Regions from separate parts of the Mus musculus genome. Here region 2 is linked to region 1. Evidence: chromatin contacts called from public promoter capture Hi-C data. All regions are on one chromosome and are shown on one strand. Each heading gives the region's core, a stretch centred on a gene start, on an enhancer-like site or on the middle of the called end of the contact. The rest is flanking DNA. Distances are from core to core; before and after follow the strand shown.

The links. Promoter capture Hi-C pulls out the DNA fragments that hold promoters and counts their contacts.
Region 2: a promoter capture Hi-C map of liver shows a contact between it and region 1, with 3 times the contacts expected there. The contact joins the promoter of Ostm1 here to the promoter of Ppil6 in region 1. A contact is called at or near these places in 5 of 39 promoter capture datasets (the 3T3-L1 cell line, hippocampal neurons, liver and 1 more) and 1 of 9 other capture datasets (adipose tissue).

What each region holds. Positions count from the first base shown.
Region 1 is chr10:41,488,092-41,492,099 of GRCm38.p6, forward strand. Ppil6 (peptidylprolyl isomerase (cyclophilin)-like 6) reads left to right here and starts at 2,348. Exons shown (of 8, transcript NM_028430.1): 1 at 2,348-2,530. The coding sequence starts at 2,390. It overlaps Smpd2 (sphingomyelin phosphodiesterase 2, neutral), which reads right to left and starts at 2,249. Exons shown (of 10, transcript NM_009213.2): 1 at 1,892-2,249; 2 at 1,373-1,469; 3 at 1,184-1,260; 4 at 840-933; 5 at 643-732; 6 at 342-424; 7 at 86-218; 8 at 1-6. The coding sequence starts at 1,941.
Region 2 is chr10:42,677,042-42,681,049 of GRCm38.p6, forward strand. Ostm1 (osteopetrosis associated transmembrane protein 1) reads left to right here and starts at 1,875. Exons shown (of 6, transcript NM_172416.3): 1 at 1,875-2,356. The coding sequence starts at 1,943.

The DNA of each region.
Region 1 (4,008 bases), core at 1,098-3,597:
AGAGCCCTAGGGAAACAGGTGGCTAGGATGCTAAGAGACAGGAAGACTGGAACAAGTGTGGAGTTGGTGGGAAACAGTCTCTCACCTTAAAGTCCTCAGTCTCAACGAAAGCATCATGGAGCCCTGTCCACTCTTTCAGCAGGCAGCAGCCCAGGTCTTTGGGGTGCATATTGAGGTCTCCACACAATAGAACCACATCTGCATTCTTGGATGTGTGGCTGAGTTGGGGGAAGAGCGGCAAGGAGGAAATTCTTCCCTTATTATGTGCCCTCTCAAGGATAACTGCCACTCCTCAACCCCCGTCCCACCCCACAGCCCCCATCAAGCCCAGGCTCACACACTGGATGAACTGGGCCAGTTCCCAAGCTTGGGCCACACGGTGTGCAAAGTAGATGTCCTTCTGTCGGCTGTACTCAGCATGTAGCTAAAGTGGAATAGGTGAAATCAAAGAGAAGGCTGTCTGAATCAAGCTTGTCATCTGTCACATGGCAGAGTGTGACAGGGAATGGGTGAACCTTGCCCAATGCTAGCTTCTGATCCCATGCCTTATCCCCAGGCAGCAGAACTAACTAGTGGCGTCTCTTCTCCACCATAGCATTGGGCTGCTTGACCCACTGCCTAAGCCTGGCTAGCCCCACTCACATGAGTCACGTAGGCATTGAGCACCAGTCCACTTAGACGGAGCACCAGCAGCCCCACAGACTTCCCACAGAACCAGTCTCCATGATGGAACTGCAGGCAAGAGAAGACAAAAACTCAGGGTACTGACACCCTCCTGCCAAGGCCCCAGGAAGGCTGCGTCCAGTCTGTGTTAGCAAGGATAGGGAAGAGATCCTTACCATGTAGGGGTAACCATTCAGACTGTAGACATGCTGGAAGATTTCCTGGATTGGGTGTTTGGAGAACACACAGAGGCCACTGCCTATCATCCCGCTGAAAACCAACTCTTGCTTAATAACCAGAAGAGCAAGGAGGGGAGTACCCAGCCAGCCCTCTTCCCCTCCGCGGTCTCCCAGCTCTACTGCTAAGATCAACCCCAGAACAAAGCCTAAGACAGCAGCCCTTGCAAGATGAGGGTGACGGCCTGCTCTTCTCACACCCAGAGGAAGAAGATCGAGGGTGCAAGCAAGAATGTTGGAGAGCTTCCTCGTCTGAGAACAGGCTGAGAACACAGGCTTTTCACCTTCTGAAGTAGTGTGCATCTGGATAGGTGAGCGATAGCCTTTGCCTTAGGTACTGGAAGTCCTGCTCACTCCACACCTGAGGAAGAAGGTGAGGATACTTGCTTGGATTTCATCCCAGACAGAACAGTTTTCCTGCGCCGCCTGCCGCCTGCTGCCCTCCTCCAACCTAGCCTGCCCTACAACCTCACCTCCTCCAGGAGAGCCAGATCAAAGTTTTCCAAGTTCAGAAAGTCTCCCAAGCGCTTCATGCGGTCCGCCCTATGTTTGCTCAGGTAGGGGATGTCCCTAAAAGGGGTGGAGGACGCAGGGGGCAGAAGAGATGGGTCAGCAGTTCAATTTCCAGCAAGCACATGACAGCTTACAACTGTCTGTAACTCCAGTTCCAGAGAATCTGGCACCTTCACACAGACATACATACAGGCAAAACACCAAATGTACATAAAATAAAAGTAAATCATTTAAAAGGAAAGACATGGGCCAGGTTTGGGACGATTACTGCTGTCATCACCTCAGCTTTGGATGATAGGGACTTTGGTGATTGCTGCAACCACCCAAGCTCTGGTCTTTAGGCGATGTGGACTTTGGTGGTTCGGGAAGGACAGGGTCTAGCTCGGCTGAAGAAGACCTGCTTCCTTCCTAGGCATGTGCGAGAGGGGACTGGAAGGTGGCTCCGAGGCTGCAGCCCACGCCTGGGAGCACTTACTTACCAGCAGTTGAGATTGAAAACTCTCAGCCGTAGAGAAAAGTTGAGCTTCATGGCTGGAGTGCTTCGGAGCAAGGGCGGCGAGGCGGATTGCGCGCACAGGCTTATTGCCCTGTCCTGCGCTGCCCCGACCCAGGAACGCGAGCTGGTTGGGGGTGGGGGGCGACTCCTGCGTTACTGGGACAAAGGCCGTCCTTCCACCCGGAAAGAAGGTCGGCTGCAAATCCCGGGCTGGCTGCGCGAGGCCGCCGGCAGTCCTGGAAGGAATCTCGGGTGGACTGTTCCAGATTCTTAGGTCCTTCGGTGGGTTCTCCGCACCGCGGCCTACAGGTTCCTCCCTTGTTCCCGGCTCGGCTTCCACCAGCAACAGGCTTGAAGTTGATGCGAGGCCCCGCCCACGAACTCACTCAGGTCCCGCCCCTTGCGGGCGTTCGGGGAGGAGCCACGCGGTTGCCCTGGCGACTCGCACTATTTGTGTTCCGGGCTCTCTGCTGTCCCTGCCATGGCCACCCAGCAGCCGTGCCGGCCCAAGTCGAAGCCCCCAGCATGTCACGTGCGGTTGCCGCCCGAGCCGCCCCTGAAGCTGAAGGTGGTGGGGCTCTTCAAAAGCTCCAGCTTTCAGGTGTCAAAGACCATCGCTGAGGTAACCCCTCGCCCCAGACGCCGTGCGCACCTCAGCCCCCTGCCGCGGTGTCGCCTGCGCTGGCGGGCGGGGGTCCACGTTCTGTCCTAGGGCTGGATGGGGGCATAGAGAACAAATGCTGGTCGCAAGGAAGGGCGACCTGGAAGAGACTCGGAGCGCGAGCGAGCGTTCGCGGGGATCCGTATTGGGAAAATGGTAATTTCGGAACACCTATGCATGGAAATGCTAGTTCACGTGAAATTTTTTATTGGATTATGGATTTACAAAATTCAAAATTACGGGAAAATATTCAAAAGCTCCAGCTTTCAGGACCATCGCTGAGGTAACCCGGTGCCCCAGATACCACCTCAGCCTCCCCGCCTCTAGTTTAAAAAAAAAAAAGAAAAGAAAAGAAAAAAACACTTGTGATTTTTTTTAGTACTTTAATTTTGGAAGGGCCTTTCCTTTATAATTTCTGTAGTTGTTTCTGCATTTTAGCAGAATCAGATACTTTTCAGATTTTTAAGAGATGTCCCAGAAGTGCTGTGAAGAATCCAAGTATGAATTTGTAAACATGTAGAATGATATTTTATGCACCAGGAAACAAACAAATGTAGCCAGGTCAATCATGCCGCAGCACGCCTGCTACCTGGAAACAGGAAAAAACCTGGGGGGTACGGTGGTGAAATACACGCAGCCCTGAGCCAGCAACTAGTTTGTTTGTGCTTGTTTTTTCCAGCTGGAGAGCAAGGGCAGTAGAATTCACCCTCAGAACACACACACACACACACACACACACACACACACACACACCCTTGCTTGCTCTAGCATCCAGAGTGAAAGTGCTGTCTTGTGTGTGTGTTGGAAGATGAAGGCTTAGTGCTTGTGTTTGTTTCTTTATTGGGTTTTTTTTTTTTTTTTGGTATTTTTGAGACATGAACCAGTGTCTTACAGCTAAAGTGGCCTTCCTTCCTTCCTCCCTTCTCTCTCTCTCTCTCTCTCTCTCTCTCTCTCTCTCTCTTTCTTGTTTGACTCTCTTAAGACATTAATATTTCCTGTGGTTGTTCCACACTGCAGGCAAAGTGTTTGCAACCTTTTTTTTTTCTTCCTGGGAAGTTCAATTAGTAAATATGTTAGGTGTTCTGGGACACAGTCTTAGACTTATGTTGAGAAAAACAGTGTGCCCAGGTATGGTAACACAGGCACCCAAAAGGCCAAGACAGGAAGTTGATGGCCAGCCTGGGCTACATAGTTATTAATACTTTGTCTTCATAACAAAGCAAAGCGGTGGACACAGGATATAAGTGTTCTAATAAAACTTTATTGTAGGGGCTGGAGAGATGGCTCAGGGATTAAGTCACAACAAACACTGACTGCTCTTCCGAAGGTCCTGAGTTCAAATTCCAGCAACCACATGATGGCTCACAACCATCCTTAATGAGATCTGACTCCCTCTTCTGGAGTGTCCTTAAGGAGATCTGACTCCCTCTTCTGGAGTG
Region 2 (4,008 bases), core at 625-3,124, 1.2 Mb after region 1:
CACACACACACACACAGACAAAGACACTGGGCCTGGCATGGGCTTTCAAAACCTCAAAGCCGACTCCCAATGACACCTCTTCCAACAAGGCCATGCCTCCTAAATCTTCTGTAAGCAGTATGTTACTAGGGAGTAGACATAGAAAGATATGAGCCTATGGTGGCATTCTCATTCAGACCAGGACATGATGATAATAACTCCAGAGTCTCAGACCTTTGAACACTTGGTCCCCCGTTGGGGCACTGTTTGCCAAGGTTTAGGAGGTACAGCCCTGATGCAGTGTCACTGGAGGTGGGCTCTGAGAATGTAAAGACTCCCACAATTCCCATTCATTCTCAGCTTGTGCTCAGTGTTTAAGATGTGAGTTCTCAGTATCCTGCTCCAGCCTGTTGCTGCCTCCCCTGCCGCTGTGGATGCTAGCCCCCTGGAACCATGAACACAACACCTGCTGAACCATCTTGCTGGATGGCCCTACAATGGTTTTTTTCCTATCCTATTCTTTTTTTTCTTTCTTTCTCTTTTTAATTAATTAATTAATTATTTTACACTCCATATTTTATTACCCCCCCCAACTCTCCGACTGATCCACATCCCGTACCTCCTCCCCATACCTCTGTCTCTACATGGATGTCCCCACCCCTCACATCCTACTCTTGAGCACATTATATCCTGGCCTCTTGCTTTATTCCAGTGTCTACTGCAATGACTTATTAATAGGCTTTCTTTTGATTTGTTATTATGGTTCTCTCTCTCTCTCTCTCTCTCTCTCTCTCTCTCTCATGTCTCTGGGTTGACAGAATGCTTGCTTGCTTAGCACACACCAGGCCCTGGGTTTGGTCTCCAGCACCACAAACACCTGGCAATGGGGGTACATGGTGGCACTTTCAGCAGGGAGGCAGGAAGATCAGAATTTCAAGGCCATTCTCTGGTATAGCGCAAACATGTTTCTTAGTGTGTTAGAGAACTAGCCTGAGTTACATGAGGCTTGTCTCCAAGAAGAAAAATACCTATATGTATTAATATTATATAATGTATACATATTTATTATCATAACATATATTATACATTACATAATATACAATATAACATATTACAACATATCATAAAATGCTACGTGTCACATATTACATGTTATATATTAATATTACATATTATGTTACAATATGTTATGTAATATATGGTATAATAATCGTATAATATAGAATATATAATAATAACATAGTGGGGTATGCTCAAGTGTATGTATTAGGTAGGATTTCTATTGCGCTAAAACACTACACCCAGATCCGAGCCGTACACAGGTGTCACTAGTCAGATAGTTATATTTAAATTAAGTGACATTGGACAATTAGTTCTATCATCGTAGTAGCTACAATTCAAGGGTTCAGCTGCTACATGTGGGTAGTGGCTTCCCTATTAACTAAGACGTGGACTATATTCATCACCCCAGGAAGTTCTGTTCGGGGTAGATAGTTGAGAATTAAAATCAATCAATCAAGCCTTTTGAAGCCACAAGTTCCAAAACCAGAACTGCCAACGGATGTTATCCACTCTCCAGAGGAGATGAAGAAATTTTACTAATCCAGAGCCAATGAAAATGAACACCTGCCCAAACCATCAGTCTACTGGGTTTTTCTGGGAGCTCACTCGGCAGTCATCTCCCTGGAGTTCCAGCAACCAGAACAAACTCCACAGGCTCATGGAAGGCGGGGAACTGCAGGGTGCAGAGCGTGCAAGACGGAGGCCTGGGATGCACTGGGGTTGCAGCAGCTCTACAGACCTCCAAGCGGGGCGCGCTCACACCCGCGCGCCTCCGGAGGCAGGTGGGCGGGGCCGTGACGCACTCACCTCGTGACTCCACTCAGGGCCTGCGCCGGCCGAAGCCGGAAGCGGCTGCTGTCGGAAGCACCGGGCGAGCTATCTGTTACAGTCCGGCCCGGGGATGGCTCGGGACGCGGAGCTGGCGCGCAGTAGCGGGTGGCCGTGGCGGTGGCTGCCGGCGCTGCTGCTGCTGCAGCTGCTGCGGTGGAGGTGCGCCCTGTGCGCGCTCCCCTTCACCAGCAGTCGGCACCCAGGCTTTGCGGACCTGCTGTCGGAGCAGCAGCTGTTGGAGGTGCAGGACTTGACCCTGTCTTTGCTGCAGGGCGGAGGTCTAGGGCCGCTGTCACTGCTACCTCCGGACCTGCCGGATCTGGAGCCTGAGTGCCGGGAGCTGCTGATGGACTTCGCCAATAGCAGCGCCGAGCTGACCGCCTGTATGGTGCGCAGCGCTCGGCCCGTGCGCCTCTGCCAGACCTGCTACCCGCTCTTCCAACAGGTCGCAATCAAGATGGACAACATCAGCCGAAACATCGGGGTGGGTAGAGGAGCAGCCTCGGCACCTGGGGGGGGGGGGGGTTGGGAAAGTAAGGAAACGGCATTGGACGGTCTGTGGAGTTAGGGTATCAGAAACAAGCGGGTGACTTTAGGGGCTTATGGCTTGGAATGCTGTCCCCCTGGATGCTGTAAGCCGGCATCTTCTTGGGACAGGTTTGCTGGAACATTGCAGCGAACATACCCAGAGCCACCAGTTTCTATCAGTGTGACCTTTATTATTTTTCAAAGTATTGAGTTCGGTTCCATCCTGTTTATCAGCTTGTTCTCTGGCAAGTTAGTGACATTCTCTGCTTGTTTTCTCATCCGGAAAGTGGGGACAAAGAGAGGCCACACAAAGCGACATACAGTAATAGTTCGTGGTCGGTGAGTTGCCATTTTAGGATAGTCTGCCTTCTCTGTAACTCGAGAGCTTTCCTGGTCACTTGGAAGGTAATGTGAAGGACTTAATGAAGGCAAACCAAAAGAGGAAGACACAGTCTTTGCCTCTAAGAACTGTATAAATTAGGAAAGGATTACGGTGTCGGCCACCGTGAGAGTCACAGGGTTGCCTGGTAAAGGAAAAATAAGGAGGACACAGGGATTGGGGGTGGAAATGGTTCTTGCGTCCTGAGGGGCCAAGTAGTCTCATGAAAAATGTGGCTTCAGTTGCTTTAGAGGTCGTAATTGACTAAACTAAATAGAAATGTCAATAGGTGTATCTTGTTTTTAATCTAGCCTAATGTTACTAAGCAGATTTTTTTTTTTTTTGTAAATGGGGACATTCATTTGCATTAAGTAAAGTCCAGAGTCACTCTTTGTGGAAAGATTTGGCTTTCAAGGCAGTTTAAATAGGAGTGCATGCAGTATTTTTCAGATTCGCTCCTTTCTCTATGACTTTAATATGCAGCGTTGTATTTGATTTTGAGCAGTTACATTAAATAAGCTGTTTTTAGGGAGTCTTTTCATTCTATTTTAATTTAATTAATGTATTTATTTGTGATGAAGTTTCTTGTCGCCCTGACTGGCCTTGAACTCACCGAGTAGCAGAGGATCACTTGACCCCTCCTGCTTTCCCCTCCCAGGTGCCTAGATTACGGACGTGTCACTATGGTCTGGTTTTATGCAGCTGTGAATAGAACCCATGACTTGTCCACGCTAGACAAGCTGTGTACTAACAGAGCCCCAACCCTGTCTTTAAAGTAGTCTACCAAGTAACAGGCTGGCATCTCCTCACAGTAACAGTTTGTCCACTCTACATCTCCTTTTCTCCAAGTTCCTGCTTCACATCTCCGTTGTACCCTCCCACCTTCTGTAACTCCTCCCCCTTCCTTGTACCCTCCCACCTCTGTAACCTCCCCTTCCCCTCCCTCTCCGTTGTACCCCCAACTATCCATAACTCCTCCCTCTCCGTTGTACCTTCCGCACTATGACCCCCCTCTCCGTTTTACCCTCCCACCATCTGTAGCTCCTCCCTTTCCCTTGTACTATCTGTAACCCTTCCCCCTCCCTTGTATCCTCCCACCATCTATAACCCATCCCCCTCCCTCTCCGTTGTGCCCTCCCACCATTTGTAAGCCCTCCTTTTCAGTGTGACCCTTCCACTTTCATATCTCATGTGGTCTGTTACCCTCCCCCCTCCCTTCAGCTTCTTTT